Linked DNA regions of Gossypium raimondii: region 1 is linked to region 2. Evidence: chromatin contacts called from public Hi-C data. All regions are on one chromosome and are shown on one strand. Each heading gives the region's core, a stretch centred on a gene start, on an enhancer-like site or on the middle of the called end of the contact. The rest is flanking DNA. Distances are from core to core; before and after follow the strand shown. Region 1 holds the start of LOC105772774. Region 2 holds the start of LOC105772518.

The links. A called contact is a pair of places that touch in the nucleus more often than the background predicts.
Region 1: a contact with region 2 is called in a Hi-C map of leaf, with 3 times the contacts expected there. The contact joins the promoter of LOC105772774 here to the promoter of LOC105772518 in region 2. A contact is called at or near these places in 2 of 2 Hi-C or Micro-C datasets (both in leaf).

The regions. Positions count from the first base shown.
Region 1 is chr6:25,114,493-25,118,057 of ASM2569854v1, reverse strand. LOC105772774 reads right to left here and starts at 1,667. Exons shown (of 2, transcript XM_012594219.2): 1 at 1,289-1,667; 2 at 436-768. The coding sequence starts at 1,633. The coding sequence ends at 586. LOC105772773 (coatomer subunit beta-1) reads left to right here. Exons shown (of 8, transcript XM_052632854.1): 8 at 1-19.
Region 2 is chr6:25,263,205-25,266,780 of ASM2569854v1, reverse strand. It overlaps LOC105772518, which reads right to left and starts at 1,354. Exons shown (of 6, transcript XM_012593809.2): 1 at 1,001-1,354.

The sequences.
Region 1 (3,565 bases), core at 418-2,917, 150 kb after region 2:
TGAAGGCTCATTCGATTCATTTATGTTTATAAAAAAGTTTTATTTTTATTTTTCATGTTCATTTACTAAATTGTCTGTTGCTCAATTATTATATAATATAATTAGTTAAAATTTAGACATGATTGTTTTACATCTAAAAGAGATTTGTTTGTTTATGAACATTATTTGTGAAAATATTCATGAACATGAACAAGTTAATTATTAACAAACACACCATTTTAAAATTATTAACAAACATGAATCAAGTAGTAATTATTAACAAAAACTTCCTAGCTATCCTTATCCTTGCTTGTGCTTGTATGCTGTTTTGTGATTTATAATCTGAATTAAATTCACGTGGTACTATCCAAATCGGAACTAAAACTACACAAATTAGAGTGTGCATTTCATCTTTTATTTATAAAGGGCCAATCTTCTTGAGTTTAGAGTGAGTCCTAGGCAAATAGCTCTAGCTGCGTCAATACTGAATATAAAAATTTAAACTCGTACAGGGAACATATGTCAAGAGAATCATAGTTTAGAACAAAAGAGGGATTCAACAGAATCAAGCTAAATAATTATGATTTAGAACCCACCATCAAACAATCACTTGCAAAGTTTCAATTTCTTGAAAAACGGCGATACCATGGACTTGGGGTAGGGTTTTGTAGCCAGGCAAGTTGGGAAGTTTTCAGGCTGTTCAATCCACAGTTTATGAGCAATACCCGCCGCCAACAGCTTTTCTGACAAGTTCAATATCTGGGTTTCTCCCTTCACCTCAAGCGTTACCTACATGTTCCAAAACCTCACCACTTAGCTCATCATCCACAACTCTAGATACAGCACCAAATCACCCTACAATTAACACCTCATGGTTTTCATTGTTATGAGATATGGTCAAATTTTTGTTTAATTTGAAACCATGAAATATGCTATATTTACAACAGTGTAAGAAAAGAATTGGATAGGTATCCAAAATGTTTGTTTTGCATTAAACACCCTTGTTGGATAGTTTTATGGGATAAATGCCTCTCTCCTTTGTTTCTCAGTTCAGCTATGGGATTATTTGTAACTTAAAAATGATCAATTCTCATTACGTTTGGGGGGATAAAACTCCAAGCAAATCAAAGGTCTACAACAAACCCAGTATGAGAAGAGAAAACAATGTGCCACAATGAGGATTGCCTCCAATTGACCAAAAAACATAAACAGGGTTTTTCAAAACAATACACTACGCTCTGTTGAATGTAAAAGAAATCATTCATGGTGGGAAAAAAAGAAGAAGAATAAACACAAGAACATTGGTTACCTTGTGCATAGAGTCAATGTTATCAGGGCTGCAATACTGGAGGGTGTGGGGGTCGTCCTTGTGAGACCAAATGGCACTGACCGAAGCATGGCATCCCTGCGTCACCACGCTCCCCAAAGGCCACTTGTCTATTAAGTCTCTCCGAAGCACCACGTACTGCAGCAGCACATCGTCGTCGGTCGGAGGATCGGTTTTGGTGGCGACAGGTTCGGAGCTTTGTAGACTCATTGAGGTCGAAAGGTTCCGAGAGGGATGAACCCTAATATTAGAAAAGCTTCTCGGGGAAGGGCGGAAGCAACCAAGGAATGTGGTGAAGGAACACGCAGGCTGAGCTAGTGCGGCCATCGATAACTAAAAACGCTGCGTTGCGTAACTTGGTTGTGGATTTTCGTATTGAGAATTATAAAGGTATTGGGCCGGATTTATGGATTGGACTGCCTCTTTGTAAAATGTAATGATTTCACTCTCCAATTAAAATCTTACCTAATTCACATATTACCGCTTGGATTTCAATTTCTCCCAACTTTAATTCACAACATGAAATAATCATTCTATTCACACACACACACACACAAGTTTGAAACTAAATATAATAATACATCAAATATATACGGTATTAAAATAAAAAATAGATTAAATTGTGCGTAAAATGAATTTTAAACATGTGAATGCATCATATTAATAGTACTAAATGTACTACAATTCTTTACCATGATGTTATCATCAATTTTGAGTTAGCGTCGAGTTGACCTATGACATCAACTCAAAACTCAATCAACAATATTATGAATACTAAAAATTCTATAGCACGCATATATGTGTGGAAATTACATATTTAGAACATAGAAGTGTGTTTAAAAATAACATAAAATAAATAATAAAATGTATGGTTTAAAAATGACTAATAATAACACATGAAATGTGTACAATATTAAAATGAAAAAAAGAGATTAAATTGTGAGTAAATTAAAATTTAAATACTCGAGCACATTACAATTATTTATCATGGTGTTGTTATATTGTTATCATCAATCCTGAGTTAGCGTCAAGTTGACTTGTGACACCAACTCAGTCAATAATATTATCATAACACCCCAAAATTTTTGATGTCATAACTCATATCAAGGAAGTAGCTAAGTAAAAAAATTTTCAAGTACGAGTGTTAGTTAAATGTAAATTATTGATTAATTAAATACGACATCGGAAAAAGATATCAAAACTAAATGTGATATACTAGAAGTAAAATAACTTATGGACCAACCACAGGAGTTAGGTGAGATGGCAAGGGTTTCTCCTAACTTAACCAATGGTCAAAGGTTTGATCCTCGCCTTAGGTATGGAGTAGCTTTAAAACTCGTGGCCAGTATTTACCCCCTTAATGGGCTTATAGAATGCGGAGGATTAATTATTGAGCTCGTTCCAATAGATACATTAAGAAATAAAAGAAAAAACTTATGGACCAAGTTGGAAGACGAGAATTGTAATACTCACTTTTCGCCATTATTGAAAAAAATTGATTTCGGATCGAAATTTCTTAAACTAAGTTGTTTTGAAAAGATATTATTATTATTGTTACGAATATCTTATTAAGTGGATGTCCATCAAAATCAAAATTAAATTCTAATAGTCATTAGAATTAGATCTCTACTTCATTTATACTTCTTATGCCTATAAATAGAAACTTTGAAGAAGCATTGTAATCATCCCATTGATCAATAAAAACATTCTCTATTGCTTCTCATATTTTATTTGTTCTTTACTCTCTCTATCTCTTTTTTTATAACACGTTATCGATGCGATCTTGCTCAAAGTGATAAAACCTTTTATCGACGATAAAATTTATTCTCCATGATTTTCAAGATCTTAGATGACAAGATTTAAAGTTTTTACAGGAAGTTTCTTTTATTTAATGCTTCATATTTGATTGTTTTAGCTAATTCATGATCAATTATAATTATTTTGATTAACTTATATTATTTTTATGTTATTAAGGATGGTGCATGACTTGATATTGCTATCTATATGAAATTGTGAAATAATATCCATTCTCAAAGTTTGCTATTGATAAATTTTAATTGGATTCAAAGTTTACTATTGGAGTTTAAATTTGCTTACTTGTTGATAAAACCATCAAAGATTCGTTGAATAAGAAAGGTACATCAACTTAATTAGATCTCTATCTTTACACTTTTCTCAATAATAGCATCTTTAGATATTAAATTAATTTGATATATGGTTTAAATATTTGAGATGATTTTATTTTAAGTTTTGGTTTCA
Region 2 (3,576 bases), core at 105-2,604:
GTTCAAGGCTACTCCAATATGGAACCATATAGATAAAGAGTTTTGCAACCTATTTAAATCCTAGGAAACCATTAACAAAGTAAAAATTTCACCAAACCCAATTCTAGGGTTATTCACCAAAGGGTAAAAATTTCAGTTCTCTTCCCATCAAAAACAAATTAATCTAGAATCGCATAGCATAGTTTGAATTCACAAAGAGAGAGACCAGAATGAATTAAAAGAACTAAAACCACCTCAAGTATTGAATCAATATACACATAAAAGAGGAAGAAGGACATTAAAGAAATAAAAGAATTGAACACCTATGTTATAGAAGGAGCAAACATTTTCAGAAAAGAAAGAGCCTCTGGGTTATTGTTTTCTTTCCGTAAAACCAAAAGTAAATATGAAGAGAAAAAAGGGAAGCAAAAGAAAAGGAGAGGGTAGATGGTCACATGGTCCAGTATTTTGTAATTGATCCCCAACAAAAGTGGGTCTCTCTCTCACTTTGGGTTTTTCATTTTCATTTGATTGAATTATTCTCCACACAATAATTTTTATTATTTATTTTTTTTCATTTTCCTAAAAATAAAAGAGACTTTATCCGTGATTTAAGGGTTCAAAAACCAAATTAAGCTTAAAAAGTGGAGTAGAGAATAGGAAACCAACCAAAAATTTTAATAAAAGATTTGAAGATTTCTTCCATCTAGTTCATCCATCCATCCCTTCTAAGTTCCAACCCACCACACACACAAATTCGAGAGACTCGATTACCAAAATTTTCTTGGAAAGCAGAACCAACAAAGTAGAGTAATCATTCTTTTTAAATTATAAGAAAACAAAATTCCATCAAATCAAAGATCCTTTTTTTTTTTCTTCTCAAGAAAAGCAAAGACTTTTAATGGCCAGATTTTTGTTTCTTCAAGGGGGTTACGAAAGACGATAAAATTGTGGGTGTTGTGTGAAAAAGAGAAACTAAAGGAGGTTAAATAAGAAAGGGAAGGCAATCATCATGTCCTACCTGTTTGGTTCTCCCTCTGTCTTCTCCCTTTGATAATTTGAAAGTTTTCAAGTGATAAAAGAAGAAGAAGAAGAAGTGGATGCTATGAAATAAACGAGCATGAAATGATAGGAAAGAAGACCCAAAGCTGCCTGCAATTACCAATTGCCAACCAAAATCCTAATCTTTATTTTTAATTGGTTATATAGTGAAAGTTGAGAGGAAAGTAACAATGGAAATTGGTGATGGGTAATATTCAAAAACCCAACAGTGGCAGGATGGACGGTCAAAGATCAACGCCTCTACAAAACTCAACCCCTTTTTATTTTGTTTTTTCAATAAATAAATAATGAAGGCAAAAGCAATGCGAACGCCAAAAAATTCAGAAATGGGGGAAGAGAATTTGTGGAGGGAAAGGAATAGAATCCCTAACCCCACACCCCAAATCCCCATTTCAACAGCAACAGCTGAGGACCCTATCCCCCCGCCCCTTCTTTCCTTTTCTCTTCCCTTGTGTTTATTTTTTGGATAATTTGCATACAAAATCTTTCTATTATGTGTGTAAGTTGATACTTTCTGGTTTTTTAACCCTCACAATCGAAGTAGTAAATACTGCATCCATTTTCTATGATATTCTGCCCTTTCCTTCTTTTTTTTAATATTTGATGTATGTATATAATTTTTTTATAAATAGCAGATTAAATAAATGTTAAATATAAATATTCATCAATTATCTATAAGTTTAACAAATACAATTCATTATTAAATAAATTCAAAATAAAGAAGGAAAATATATTTATTTCATAAATTAAATAATAAGATAATAATTTATTATACATATAACAGTTTATCATTTAATAAATCTAAAATAAATAATATTTATATTTTTACTATTATTAAATTATGGTTTCATCATTTTAAAGAGACTAAATAAAAAGTATTCATTTAATTTATAAATTTATTATTTATGAAAAGATCAGATGAAATTTTTCGGTTGGGAGGAGCAACACCCTTACCTACTCTTGCATCTTTGGACTCTTCTACTTTCTTACACACTTGGCTTTTCCTTTTTAACAATTGGACAAGTATTCCACTTTGTATCTTCTTCTTCTTTTTTTCTCTTTTTAATGTGTAAAAATTTATTTCAATTGCAAAAGAATGGTTAATGTGTGTATGTTGTGCCATTATATGTTATAAGCCGCATCAATATTTTTTATGAAATTAACCAAAAATGAGTTCATCTTTAATTTGAAAATACACATTAAAAATAAGTAAAAAATTTGCATAGTATAGAGATTTTTTATACCATTTTACTAAATTATTTAGTAAATTAGTAATGGAGTTTTTTAATTTTATCAAGTTCAAGCTTTTTTTTTGTCTTATGACATGCTTTTCCTCTATCTTATGACATATTTTTCTGCTCTTGTTAGCACGGTATTTTTTTCCTCCAAGATTGTTCGCAATTCTGAGTATTTGATTCTTTACAGGTTCTAACCAATGGAGGATTTTATAGCGAGTTTATCTTTAGAAGAAGCAGAGGAAGAATCCATCCAATTAAGGGTAGAATCATCTGATAGTGAAACATCTTATGCAAACTATTTTGTGGGAGTGTTTCTCACTTCAAGTGCGGTTCACTTCTAATCTATGAGATTGACATTGGCAAATATATGGCATCCTATCGGAGAAGTTTCAATATTAGATTTGGAAAATGGCAGATTCTTCTTTCGATTTTATTTTAAAGTAGATGTAGATCGGGTTGAGAAAAATGGCCCATGGAATTTCAATTCTCATTTGTTGGTGTTACACCGACTAAAGCATGGGGAAAATCCGTTGACCGTCCAATTATTGGAACTTTATTTCTAGACTCTTATCCATGACCTCCCCCATGGTTTTATGTCTGAGACAGTTGGGGAACTTTATTAGGACCTTTTTGGAATACGATTAATCGGCTATCCAAATGGGATACGAAGGAATAATGCGTCTGAGGGTACGAATTGATGTCAGAAAGCCACTGAAAAGAAAAAAAGAAACTTACACTCCCAAATGGTATGTCTGTCTATGTCAAATTCGAATACGAAAAGCTTACCCTCTTTTGTTTCCTCTATGGTAAATTAAGGCATGGGGAAAGTTATTGCCTGATCAAAGTGATTCATCCGAAACATAAGTATGAGTTTCAATGGGATATTTCTCTCCGTGCATAGTCTAGAAGAACTGCGGCGTGGAGGAGCAGGTGGCTGGTGGAGGACAGAGGAGGAAAAGTTTTGAATTATGGCAACTCCATGAATAATTATGAATGGAGTAATCTGAGGGATTTACAATTTGTTGTCGTGAATCAAGGCACAAATAAGGGATTTCCTTCCAACATTCCATACTTTGCAAAAGGAAAGTCAAACAACCTATTATTCCCTGGGCCAATAAAAGCAAGTGAATTGGGCCATACTAATAATGCGGTTAGTCATAGTTATGATGAGGAGATGGCAACTTTAAAAGAAGAAAACAACCCAATAAGACATGTTGATAGGCTAAAATGACCTCGTTTCGAATCAAGCACTTTAGGAGTTTTCGCAAACGCGGATTCAAATGAAGCCTCAAGTATT